Regions from separate parts of the Mus musculus genome. Here region 1 is linked to region 2. Evidence: chromatin contacts called from public promoter capture Hi-C data. All regions are on one chromosome and are shown on one strand. Each heading gives the region's core, a stretch centred on a gene start, on an enhancer-like site or on the middle of the called end of the contact. The rest is flanking DNA. Distances are from core to core; before and after follow the strand shown. Region 1 holds the start of Nynrin (NYN domain and retroviral integrase containing). Region 2 holds the start of Slc22a17 (solute carrier family 22 (organic cation transporter), member 17).

Evidence for each region. Promoter capture Hi-C pulls out the DNA fragments that hold promoters and counts their contacts.
Region 1: a contact with region 2 is called in a promoter capture Hi-C map of liver, with 2.2 times the contacts expected there. The contact joins the promoter of Nynrin here to the promoter of Slc22a17 in region 2. A contact is called at or near these places in 3 of 39 promoter capture datasets (cranial neural crest, liver and pre-B cells).

What each region holds. Positions count from the first base shown.
Region 1 is chr14:55,848,729-55,855,464 of GRCm38.p6, forward strand. It overlaps Nynrin (NYN domain and retroviral integrase containing), which reads left to right and starts at 5,387. Exons shown (of 8, transcript NM_001040072.1): 1 at 5,387-5,698. The coding sequence starts at 5,501.
Region 2 is chr14:54,911,134-54,917,943 of GRCm38.p6, forward strand. It overlaps Slc22a17 (solute carrier family 22 (organic cation transporter), member 17), which reads right to left and starts at 1,999. Exons shown (of 10, transcript NM_001360406.1): 1 at 1,734-1,999; 2 at 1,109-1,600; 3 at 916-1,019. The coding sequence starts at 1,375. Efs (embryonal Fyn-associated substrate) reads right to left here. Exons shown (of 6, transcript NM_010112.4): 6 at 5,410-6,399. The coding sequence ends at 5,965.

The DNA of each region.
Region 1 (6,736 bases), core at 4,137-6,636, 940 kb after region 2:
CACATGGCAGATCTATTCATTGTTCTATAGTCAAGGACAGATAAAGCCGACCGCTTAGGAACTTTGAGAGGAAAGGCTGTTCTTGGTTAGTGCACATATGTTTTCTACTTATACGTTTCCCTTCATGGCAAAATAGACAAGGAAGTAAGGCGTAAGGCGATCTAACCTATGAACTAGATTCCTAAAGTCCAGAAAATAGCAAGGATATTCCTGATAGTAGTTTTTCCCCCTTAAACAAAATGAAACAAAACAAAACCAAAACCGTACAAATAAAAAAAAAGGTAGGGGCTGGAGATGCGGCTCAGTTGGTAGAGTGCTCATTTAGCGTCCATAAAGCCCTCAGTTTGATCTCCAGGACACATAAACCAGGTTAGAGTAATCTCAGGACTCAGTTGGAAGAAGGAGGATTAGTGGTTTAAAATTATACTTGACTACATAGGGAGACTGAGGCTAACCTGGGCTACATGAGGCCTATCGCCAAATTTAATAATTGAGTAAATCCAATAAAGATAGGGTTGGAAGGGCTTAGCCAGCGAAAATGGTCACTGTAAGGCACGTTAACCTGAGTTTGTCCCCGAGACTCAAATGGAAGGAGAGAATAACTCCCCAGAGTTGTCCTCTGATCTCCACATGTGTGCTGTGGCACAAGTGCCCCTAGAGTCACCCACTTACGAGTAATAAGACAGTGAGAGGTAAGGGCACAGGCTAGAATGGTATCTTGCATTTTACCCTTGATTTTAATTTAAAAATTAAAAATATTTGATTTATTTTATGTATGTGTTTTACCTGCATGTATGTATGCACACTGGTTCTTTCAGAGGTCGGAAGAGGGCATCTGATACCCTGGAACCAGAGTTCAGTATGATTGCGTGTAGTGAGACTTTTGGTTTCTTTAAAAAACACAGACATGTTTGCCTTGTGCTGTAGCTGGGGCATGATTTTGCCAGATGCAGGTAGTTTCTAAAAAACTATCTGTGTGTGACATTTGAAATTCTGGGGACTCGAGAGGGTGCATAAATGCTGGAGTCCCAAGAGGGATGCACTGGTTGCTGCTGTGGGTTGCAGGTTGTGTTGTTGTGGTGTAAGACTCCGGGGAGACTTAGTTTACTAAGGACCCCCTGAGTGAACCACGTGGAGCTGGGATCGATGCAAAAAGCAAGAGGAATTTATTGTTCCAGTGCACTGGGGTTGTCCCAGACCGTGAACCCCAGCACCCATTTGGCGAGTTTTTATATGGTTTTCGGGGGCTGAATAGAGCATCAGCAACTAGGCACAATATGATTGGCAGAACAGTGCGCCCTTTAAACTGATTGGTCTTTAGGGAATGAGGTGACAAGGACTTCCCATGGCTGAAGGTGGGCAATGCTCTGTCCAGCTGAATGTGTCCCCACCCACACACAGGTCAGTTCCCACCCTGTGGCCTGGGGAATCTTAATTAGCCTCTCCCTTCCGGAGAGTTCCAAAGTTCCTGAGCTGATCTGATCTTTTCGCTGATTTGTCAAGTGGTCATGTGCAAAGTGATGAAGAGAAGTTTTGGATATTCTGACAGAAAAGATCAAAATTGCCCCGAGGAACTAGACACCCCTAATCAGCAGGAAGTAGTCTAAGGATATCAATGCCCACTCTCTCCTCTAACCTTCGTTCTCTCCTACCTAGTGTTGGGGAGTTGGAAGGCTGGAATGGGGTGGAGAAGGGTGGTTAAAAAAGAATCTACAAAGTAGTAAAAGTCTGGTTACAGTTGTAAGCCACCATGTGGGTGCTAGGTAGGAACTGAACTGGGTCCTCTGCCAAGAACAACATGTGTTCTTAACCACTGAGCCATCTCTCCAGCTGTTTGTCTTTAATTTAGCATAAAATAGTTGAACACACACACAAACACACACACACATTAGCTTAAAAAGTACCACCAACACCTTAGAACCCAGAAAAACTTGTACCTTGAACTCCTGGTTTTCCTGCCTCTACCTCCCAAGTGGTGGGTTACCGACTGACAGGAGTCACTGCCTGGCAAGACCCCTCTGTAAACCATCTTCAGCCACCTCTTCTGAGAACACCATGTTTCCCACCTACGTACTGAGCACTGTGGGAAACCACCCTATGTAGTGATCTAGAAGCTGGTCCCTTGACTCTTGCCTCCTTCGGTCTGTTTAGACTCTGACATCTCTGTACATCTCCAGAAAGCCACTTCTACTCTAATGTGAGCCACCCGTAAATGAAAGCTGCTTAGAGAATACAGTGAAGTCCAGGAGATGCTGGCCTCTTAGACATTGTCACAGAAAGGTCCCAGGCAGGGCTATCTGGTTCACAAAGCTCCCCACCCCATCCCCGGGGACTCAGATGGGTGTGGACCTGGGATAGGTATTTGAATGACAGAACTGCCTCTCCCTCCGAAGCGTTGGAATGATAAGAACCTATCATCCATCAAGCTCCCTGGGCAGGGCCCTTAATCCGCATGATCTTTTGACTTGGAGGCCTCTCATTCCTCCTGCAAGTGACTCCTGGTGGGGCTTCTGCTTAGACACTTATCCGATGTTTACTTCTTCTGTAGCCAGGACCCTTCTACTCAAGGTAGATTTGTGCCAGATTAAAAAAGAACCTACAAAGTAGTAAAAGTCTGGTTACAGTTGTAAGCCACCATGTGGGTGCTAGGAACTGAACCTGGATCCTCTGCCAAGAGCCTGTGCCAGGTTTAAAGCAAGCACCTTTCAACCTAATGTTGTAAGTAAAGAACTAATGAATGTAGGCCAGGCAAGGTGGCAGATACCTTTAATCCCAGTATTCACTTGAGAGACAGAGGCAGAGAATCTCTGAATTTGAGGTCAGCCTAGTTTACAGAGCGAGTTCCAGGACAGCCAGGGTTACACAGAGAAACCCTGTCTCAAAACCTCCACTCCCGTTCTCCCCCTCAAAGTCGACGAATGTAGTTGAGCTGGAACTGGGAGGATACACGGATCAAAGTTTGTTAAGAGAAGATGGGTATGTTGGTGCATGCAAGTAATCACAGTCTCCGGGAGACAGAGACAAGAGGATTGCTTCTACTTCAAGGCCAGTTCGAATGATGTAGTGAATTCTAGGGCAGTCTGAGTCATATAGGACCCATTCCAACAAGCAAATAGATACCCAAGTCAAAGCTGTACCCAAGAGCCTGGCTTCTAGCAGATAAATACCTGTTGAAATTGTTGAATAAACTTGACTCAGTGAATACATTAGCAGAGGGGACACCTGAGCTCTGACCAAGGGATTTACTGACTTGTTTGAGGGTTCGTAGGCTCATTCCTGACAAAGGGTGATAGCCAGCTTTTTGGCCAAATCCACTTTCTCCACGTGGTTGGGTTAGCAGGTGGTAAGGGCTGAGTCCAGGAGGAGAGAATTTCTAGGGTAGAGAATCTCTAGGACACATTGGCTTGAGCTGAGATGGGGAGGAAGACAAGATCTGGGAAAGGAGACTGACTACCAGTTAGCAAGTGTCGCAGTACACTGTACACAGCTACGCTGGTATGTAATTCATTGCCTGAATTATGTAAGTTTACCTGTGAGAGCTGATGTCCATCCTGGGCCTTGGACTATTACCCCCATGTCTGTGAGCTAAAGCAACCAAGCACAAAAGTTTAAATAAGTTGCTTTAAAAGGATCTGTTTATGAAGTGTCTTATGCATGGCTTCTTTCTGCCCTCTGCATGGCCTCTTTGAACATAGGATTAAACCTGGGGCTTCTCCCTGACATCTTTAGCCCTGGCAGAAAGAATTTAGCATCACTAACAGAAGGGGTGGGGAGAGGCTGTGTGGCTCCCTTGCTCCTGGAAGGGAAACTGAGGCACACCCTTCCATCCTCTTCTGAGTCAGGGCCTCTGGGCTCAGCCTTCTGCAAACCCGGAGTTTCTGATGTGCCCTGCCAAGCCTGCCTTTTGATAGTACAATTAAAGGCAGGGAAAGTGGAGAGAAGTGGGGTCACTCAGACAGCCTCTGACTTCAAAGCCTTCTGGAGGGGCAGGGTTGAAGAACTCGTTACCCAGAACCCCACAGACCCACCTTTTATTTCTCTGAATTCCATTCCAGGGATGAGACCTTGTAAAGGTGGGGCTTGACCATCCAGTCTAGTCTGGCAGTAACCTGAATCTTTTCCCCCTGGGCCCCTTCTGCACAGCGTGCACCTCCCCACTGGCCTGCATACATACACACATCGGTGGCTCTGTAACACCGATGTCCTAGGAAAGGACTCAGTTTAAAAAAAAAAATAGCTGTCCTTTGTTCCCGTGGGTCAGGTCATACTTGTGTCTGTCAGACTGTGACTCTTGGTTTGTTTGGAAAGTAAGGTTCTCTCGAGGCCCCAGCTGCAGACTGTGCCTTCCCAGTGCCAGGCTACTTCAGGCTACAAGACCACATAAAGTGTTCTTTGTACTGAGCATGTCTCCAAGGCAGCTCGGGTTTTGAGAGTGTCCCCAGCCCAGGGCTAGTCTTGGACCACTGATGCCAACCATATGGCTGTGGATAAGGATGATTGGAGACCCTACCTCCCACTGGCTCCTCACACTCTAACTCACACTTGCTAAAAAAAGGGGTTCTCCTAAACAACCCGAGCCTGAAAACTCTGGCAGCTAACCCCCTGCCCCTCCAGCCCTGGGGGGCTTCCGCAGGGCCTGGGCCTAGAGCCAGTTCCAGGCGGTCCCCAGACTAGAGTGGGGGTGGGGGTCAGAGCTGTAACCCTTTACGTCCTGCTTGGTCTCCAGCCCATAGTTTCTACAGGCCCTAGCCTCTGTGGTCTCTCCACCCCATTTTCCCTTAACCCTTTCCTGCCACAAAGAGATGGGTGTAGTAAAGGGTTTTCAAGGGAAGTCCAGACGACCAAGGATCATGTGTGTGTGTGTGTGTGATGTGTTTGTGTGTGTGCGTGTGGTGTGTATGTGGTGTGTGTGCGCGTGTGGTGTGTATGTGGTGTGTGTGTGTGTAGAACACTGCTTGGAATCTAAAACCAGGGTCTCAGAGATCAACTCTTCAATCCTTCCTTTTCCTTCCTTCGAGGAAGGAACTTTGACCCCTGAACACAAAACTTGGGTGGAAGGCAGTTGCTTCCAAGACCCTGTTTGGCCCTCTCCCTCCCGCCCAGCCTCCTCTCCTTCCCTCCCTCAGTCTCCAGCGCCCCTTTAAGCCATCCAGCAGCTCAGGCGAGTTTATCCAGGGGGCCTGGCTTCGAGGTCGAAGGGGAGGAGGGGGTGGTGGTTGAGGGGGAGGAAGGGCGGCGGGAATCCGCTCGGTCCCACCCCTAGCTACAACCCTTAGCAGGAAGGGTTTGTCTCCCGTGCTGCGGCGGAAAGGGACGGAGCTGGGAGGGCGGGCGCGGAGCGCTGGCGGGTGGGTCGCAGAACCCACAGCAGGGAGGCGGTGGCGGGGGGCGCGCCTCAAGGAGGGGAGGCGTGGCTTAGGCTGCAGGGCTAGGTGGCTGGGGGCCTCGGTGCTGGGACCCGTGACACTTCTCACGCTTTCCAGGGGCCGGAGGGACAGCCATGCTTTTGTCGGGGGGTAAACCCCCAGCGCAGGAATGGTTCATGGTGCAGACAAAATCGAAGCCCCGGGTACACCGGCAGCGGCTGCAAGTCCAGCGCATCTTCAGGGTCAAGGTGACCGCTTTCCAGAGCCGTCCTGACACCCCTTACTTTTGGCTGCAGCTGGAGGGGCCCCGGGAAAATACGGGCAAAGCCAAGGTAAACAGCTTCGTTTTGTTCTTTCCTTTCCCTCCTAGTCAGATCCTCTCCCTCTCTCCTGAACAGTCAAGAGTCCCCAGAGGTGTTGAGCTTGTCCTGCTGTTTGGCTTGCAGGGTCTGGGCCTCCCTCCCTCCAGATCTGCGGGGCCCCTGCTCTGTCCCTCTGCTTCCTTCTTTCCCTTCTGCCCCACCCCTCTCTTACATGTCACTTCTGTCCTTTAAGTGTGCTGAGAGAACCTCTGCTGAGAGTCTCTTTCTACCAGCCTTCTCTGGTCAGAAACAGGCCCAGATTTTCCATCTTGGGATCAGTTTAAGGGCCTGCATTTTTGTGGCCTCTGCAACATATGTCTTTGTTCTCACCAAGACACTGGAAGGCCTCCGTTCTTTCTGTCTGCTTAAATCCTGGGCGGTTTCTCTGAGTACTGGGACCAGAGGAGGGCCCTAGAGACACTTGTAGAGTGGCGTTGGCAGTTTATAGACGAAGCAGTAGGACTCAGAGAGAGAGAGAGAGAGAGAGAGAGAGAGAGAGGGTGAGGGTCTGCCTCAGTCATCAGAGTCAGGAAGGAGTAGGTTGGTGGAGGTTGTAGAACCTAGGACCCTGCCGGCAGAGTAGGATGCATCTGTTCTGGAAGGCAGTGCCTTGGGATGCCAGGGAATCATGGACGTTGAGATGAAAGGGCCTGCTGTATGGAGCTGGATATTGGAGAGGCCAGGTTGCAGCTTGTCCCTTTTACGCTCATCTTGGCTTCTCTGCCTGGGCTCCTCCCTCTGGTTCAGTCACACCCAAGGGCCCCCTACTCCCTCAGATTCCCTTATCTTCTCCAGTAGGAATGCTCTGGACTCCCTTCTCTCGGATACAAGCTAGTCTTTAACCCTTTGGCTGAAGCTCTACCCACATCTCAGTTGGTCAGGGCCTAGGTAGGGGAGGCCCGGAACACAGCCAGCAGAAGGAAGGGGAGGCTGGGAAATTTCTCCCTAAACACGCCCATTAAGCTGCTGCATCAGCACTTTTCCAGTTCTGACAGAGGTGCTGGGGGA
Region 2 (6,810 bases), core at 749-3,248:
CAGTGAGGATGGCTATTGGATTTCAGGAACCTGACCACTATTTTGAAGTATTAACCTGGTGAATCACTTAGGCAGGACTGTAAATCTCATGTCAGTCGTCCTGGCTTTCAGAAGCAGAGGCAACATGGATTTGGATCTACCCAGAGGGTTACTAGTTAGCCGGATGAACCGCTGCTCTTTGGATGAGATACCACCGATCTATGGATATGGGAGTTTGGGTCCAAGAGGATCTGAAAGCTCTGGCCAGCCATGAAGATTGTTGGCTTGTGAGGCTCTCCTGGAGTCAGAGATCCACAGGGCAGAGGCAGTGGGGGGCGGGCATGGAAGTGTGAGTTACTCAGAGAGTTATCTAGCAGAGATAATTGACAACTGTAGGGGCTGGAGCCCTGGTCAGAGATGGTGTGTGTGTGTGTGTGATCCGTTTGTGAAGTTAACTTATTGGTCAATGGGAATGAAGCTGGTTATATTTGGGGATTAACATTAAGTTTTAGTAATGTGGCTACTGAGATGAGCTAACAGTCGTTAGTAGGTTATTAGCCAGTGAAGATGAATCTGGGATTGTAAGGGCAACGAGAGGGAGATGGAACATGTAATGTGGAGGCCAGGTTTTTGTTGAAGAATCGATTAACGTTTGAGATGAAGCCTCTCCACTGTCTCATGGATACAGATCTTCTGATAGTGACTGGGTCACGAGTGTGTGGTCATTTCCTTGTGTGGAAGTGGGTATAGAATGTGTATTTCTTGATGGGGCGAGGAAACAGTAGTTACACAGGAGTCCAGAGGAGGCTGCCGAGGATAGACAACGGGACCATCCGCGTCCTCTTGCAAACCCAGCAGCTCAGGGTTTGTTCAAACCCTAGCTCTGTCTGCAACCCTTCTTTTTTCTATCTGCCCTACCCCCCACAACATCCTCACCTGTCCGCGGGGTAACCGAGGAACAGGTAGCCGGAGGCAAAGCCCAAGATGAAGAGGATCTGCTCCAGGATCACCTGCCAGCCCAGGTCACACACCAGATCCCACTGGGGACGTGAGAGTGGTGCAGTCGCATGAGGCAGGGTCCTCGATGCCCTGGCCCGCTCCCACTCCAGGTCCCGCCCGGCCGCCTCACCTGGCCGATGGCATTGGTGGTGAGCACGGGCAGTCCGTTATAGTCCCAGTCCTTCAGGCAGTGGTTGAAGTCTGGTGGGGCGAAGCCACTGCACGAGGGGTCCGTACTGGTGACGACTCCGCTGGCGGCGCTGGCTGCTAGGGCCGCGCCGGCGACACTGACGCCGCTGGAGTTGGGGGGCTGCTCCCAGCCCGAAGCGTTGGGGGGCAAGGCGCCGTAGTGGCAGTGCAGCGGGGGCGCCAGCGTGAAGATGGGGTCTGAGGCCATGCCCAGCGCCACGAAAAGCACGGGCAGGCAGCACAGGCCGAGCTGCAGCTGCTGGCCGCCACCCAGGGCCCCCACCTGGGCGAGCAGAGCCTCGAAGCTGAGGGGTCCCGGGGGCGCGGCCAGCGACAGGCTGCTGCCCAGCGCGTCGCCCTCCCCCTCCCGCCGGCGCTCCCGCTCACCCTGCAGCTGCTCGGGGGGGACCGCATCTCCGAGGCTCCCGACCTGCTGCGGCGAGGGGTGGGGGAGAGAAGGTGAGGCGGGGGAGGCCGCGGGCACGCGGGGACCGCGGGTGGGAGGCCGGGCGCGCAGCACGGGCGGGGAAAGGTCGCCCGAGGCCCCCCGGGGCGCAGACACTTACTCCATTGGAGCCGGGGGCGATCTCCACGGCGCTGTCGATTTTGTTGCCGCCCCCGCCATTGGGCTCGGGGGTCCCGGTGGCTACTCGGGGAGCCAGCTTGCCGACCGCTGGGGCCCTATGGGCCGCGCCGAGAGAATGAGCTGCTGTCTGGCTGGGCTAGGTGCGGAGAGCTAGGACGCAGAGGGCCGGGAGACCCCGCTCTGCAGCTCTGCAGCCGCGGGCGCCTCCTCCGTCTCTACGGTCTCTGCGCTGCTTTCCCCTCCCCTTCCTCCAGACTCTCCTCCCCTTCCCACGTCAGCAGAACCTGGGTCCAGACTGTTCGTCAGAGATAAAGGGGGGCCAAGGCCCCCCGTTGAAGGATGGGCTGGGGTCTCCATCGTTTGTTTCTTGGGAGCTGCAGGCCATTGCGGTTTAAAAAAAAAAAGTGAAGGATATAGCGGGGACAAGCGCCTGAGATGCCTCCTTATTCCAGTTCTTCCCTGTCACTCGTTCATCCTTCCATTCTCCACCCTTTCACATTAATTTTATCGATACAATTTAGTAAGTGCCTACTGTATCCCAGGCAGTGTGCGAAGGATTAAAGGATGGACAAAATGCCCTTAGAGGTGGTTTCTAGGGGAGTGTGGTTTATGCAGATGGACGAATCCGTTGGCACCCTGCTTCTGCTCTTTAGCTTCCATTCTCTTCAGGGGAACAAGTCTCTGCGTTTCCCCACACCGAACTCGGTTGGATCACCATTTTCCAGCAACGTTTGGCACTGCTGACCACCTTCTAACCTTCCTCCCTTGACTGCCAAGTCTCACCTTGTGGCTTTTTTCTCCTGTCCATTTTCTCCATGGCAGTCACATGTTCCTTCTCCTGTTCAGCGTTATGTGTACCTTACCATCTCATGCCTTTACCTCCGCACTATTTGTATTAGACACCGTCGACCCAGACAAGACACAACTGCTTCCTGTTCCCACCTCTTCTTAGAGTCCCAAGTCGGTGAAGCAACCTCTTGGGAGCCCACATAAGCGTGAATGTCTCATAGAGGCCTCAAGAGAACAATCATGCAACACCCTCTCCATTAATCTGGGTATCTTCGAATGCTTCCCTCTTTGAAACAACGGTGCCTTCACCATCCACCGATGGTGAGGTCCGATGTTCGGTGTGTGCCCTTGGAATGCCTTCATCTCATGTCAAGACCCTTATAAAACTCTTCCTACTCTGCTACTCCACAGTCCTCTCACTCAGGGTGGACTGACTGGTGTGCAGAGGCCACTCTGCTTCTCTCCATGTTACTTGTGATGCAGATGGATCCATCTTTTTTTTTTATAATGCAGATGTTTCATTTTTTTAAAAATGTATTACTGTGCAAGTACATGATGCGTGTGTGTAGGTATGCAGGCCATGCTGTGTTTGTTGGAGGTCAGAGGCTAACTTGACAGTTCCTGTCTTCCATCTTTTCAAGGGTTCTGGAGAAAAGAGTGATTTCCAGGCCTGTATGGTGAACCACCTTGTCAGAACTCCAAATGAAGGTCTGATTTGGTCTCTTTCTTGCTCAACTGCCTTCAATAACTTCTCTTTCCAAGAAAAATACTCTAGACAATGCCACACCTGGGCCGACATGCCAGGTCACATGATCTCTACATGCCTGGTCACATGCTCTCTGTAGCCACATTCCACCCTCCCCACACTCTTCACTCCGACCACCTGGCTGGCCCTCTTTATTTTCCCAGCATCCGAGGGCCTTTGCAGGAGCTGGTTCCTAGGCCAAAGGCTTCTCCTGTAAGGTTCTTTCAACCTTTGGCTGTCAGTTCAAGCATCTTTGCCTCAGAGAAATCTTTCCTGAGCCCAACTTGCTATTCAAAGTGTGACTGATGGCCCCACCGCATCCGTACCACTTGAGAGGTTGCTAAAAAATGCACGAATCTTGGCCTCATCCAGACCCTTGAACCATAATTTTCAACTAGATACCCAGACATATATAGGTATTAGAACTAGGTACTTTCATGGGTATTCCTCTTAGGAATGTAGTACTTGGTAGGTATTTCACCCTCAACCCCAGGTAAACCGAGGAAGGAGTACCAAGCCTCAGGAATCTTTCATTTCTCCTATGAATGCCATGGAAGTCCGAGCCAGACTCACTGCTCCGTTACTTCCTCTGTTCAGAAAATTTCCAAATACAGTTCTTCTCTAATGCAAGTGCCCTCAGAACCCCCGACCCCACCCCACCCTACCCCCGTGTCTCTTTGTCTCTTTCAGAATTACTGTCTCTTATAGCCTGAACTCCCTGGAACTAGTTGGTCTCCATCCTTCTCTTTATCCTGGAATATTTCCGTAACTTTTTTGCTTCATGAGACATGGTCTCACTATGTTGACCAGGCACAAAAATCCACCTGTCTCTGCTTCCAAGGGCTGGGATTGAAGATGTGTGGTAGCCCAGCTTACGAATTCTTTAGTTTAAGCATTTTCTTGCTTTCAAAAGCCCTGTAAGACCATTCTGATCACTCTCATGCTAAAGCTAAAGACAAGAGTGACTGGAGTGTCTTACATGCAGAGAAGAACTGACACATCTACTATCTGAACTGAAGACTCCAAGTTAAGGGTTCATTCTGGAAAGCTTATCCAGAAGACAGGAATGCCCTTCAATGTCTAGGGGTGAATTTGTTGGCCCCCGAATCTGAAAATGTTTTCCTTCAGGTACGATTAGAAAGGTGCTCAATCTTATTTTTTTTTCCAAGACAGGATTTCTCTGTGTAGCCCTGGCTGTCCTGAAACTCACCCTGTAGACCAGGCTGGCCTCGAACTTAGAAATCCGCCTGCCTCTACCTCCCGAGTGCTGGGATTAAAGGCGTGCGCCACCAGCACCCAGCTAGGTGCTCAATCTTGAAGAGGCAAAAAGCATAGGGGTGCCAAGATCCAAAGTTTACGACTGAAACTTGACGTTCCCTGGTGCTATTAAGCCAGGGTCTTGGGGAAACAAAACCAAAGTGGTGGTTACCTTCTTGCCGTTAATGGCTAGACTGAACATCATTTAAGCCACGGGCTGTCATCTCAGCAATGTCCCGAGGACTTCTAACCTGTTGCATTCATCTGCACTCTCAGCTTCTAAAAGTGACAGGAGTCTGGGAAAGGGTCCCTGAACAGCCAGCAGCGAGCGGCCTTTTGCTTGGCTACAGGTGGCCTGAGAGGGGGAACGATGGACCAAGGTTAGCTTTCTGGTTGGGATGCTCTTGAAAGAGGTACCTTTGAGGCTGTTGTGGTTAAATCCTCCACATCTGCAGTTATTTAATGACATTGTGTGACAACGAAGTCTGCAAACACTAGCCTCGGACCCTTCTTGGTTCTTTTGTCCCATGGCATGATCTCCCAGCCTTCCTGACCAAGACTCCTTCTCCAGCTGCTCCCTTCCCCTAGTCCCGTCATGTCACCCACTGAGTCCCATCACCAGCAACTTATTTGAGATAGGGTCTCACAATGTAGCCCAGGCTAGCCTCTAACTCACAGATCCAGATCCACCCACCTCTGCCTCCCAAGTGCTAGAATGTCAGGTATGCAACATGACACCTGGCTAGCTTTTTAAAAAGATGCACTCACAATAATTGACTTGCTGTCTATCCTGGTTTTGCTGAAAGAGTATACTCACTAGGTTCCTTTGGCCCATCGCAGGAACTGAAGACAAGACTATCGAATAGGTCTTTGGAGCAAAATTACAGTATGTGTCTCACAGGAATGGGGAAGGGTGCCAGGCCTCGTCCCCTCAAGCTTTCAAGAAGCAGAGTCAGGAACCATACGGCAGCGTTTATTGAGGTGCATGCCATGCCTGTCTGTGGCCGGCTCTCCTGACTTGTGAGGGGAGAAGCTCTCTGGTGTTTCTCAGACTATTACATTGTCATCTTCAGCCAAGAAACAGGACAGAGGCTCTGTGTGGCACCAAGTTTCAGCCACCTGATTTTCTGTGTTCCAAACTCCCCAAGGCAGAAGGCAGTCCAGCGACCTCCACACAGGATAACGAGGAGAATCCAGTCCCTCCCTACCCCAGATGGCCTGATGCCTGCCTGGACAAAGCAAGAAATATTAAATATAAATAATTTATACAAAATGGCTCATACAAAAGGCAGTAGATATGGGGAAAGAGAGACCTCGGTGAGTGGCTAAAATGACCGAAAGAGATGAACCTCTAGCCGTCCTCAACACGGAGTGCAGGGCTCTGGTAGGCAGGGGAGGGGAAGGCTGGACGAACAGGCCCTCAGGGGAGCAGACCATCGAGTAGGGTGGTAAAGCGTAGGGCCTGCCCTGCAAGCTCTGCCACGCATCGCGCCATCTCTTGGACTGCAGTGTCAGATGGGTAGCCTAAGGCAGCCCCCTTGACAGCAAGCACAGTGGCCCGCAGAGTTTGGGCCAGCATTGTGCCTGCAGCCCCCACCTGTGCTCTGAGAGCTGCAGAGGCTGCCAGCCGGCCTAGGGTGTCTCCAACAAACACCAGGCGGTGAGCAGCCACCACCACTCTTTTGCCGTGGGGCACAAAGAGACATGGTGGCTGGTTGGCCTGGGTGCTGGCCACGAGAGCTGCCACGGCAGCTTGCAGAGCTGAGTAATGGCTCTGGCACTGCCCTGCGTAGAAGTGCAGAAGTTGGAGGTCTCCAGTGGACAGGACCAGTGGCTCCTCTGGGGACAGAGCTTCCTGTGGATGGAGAAGAGGGTCAGAGAGGACAATGTGATCGATGTCACTTCCACTCTTGCTGCCCCCTCACTCCCTCTGTTTTTCTTTATTGAATGCAATCCCTGCATTTTTTCCCCTTTTCTCAGCATCAAAGAACACATACTCCCAGAGACAGCAGTAAAGTGCCCAGAGCTGATTCCAGAAAGATCTGAATTCAAATAATCCCAGTCAACATCAGAGAAGTCTCTGAACTTCCTTGGTTCCTTATCTCAGAGTAGTCTAGTGCTGGGGACAGGGCTTTTCATCTTAGACTTGCCTAAGTGTGTGTAAGGCCTGGACTTGCTGCCCAGCATCATGAGAACAAACTGCAGTAAGCAAAGCAAACCAGGGAGCATGGTTCCATCCTGTCCAACATGAGCACAATGCAAGCCA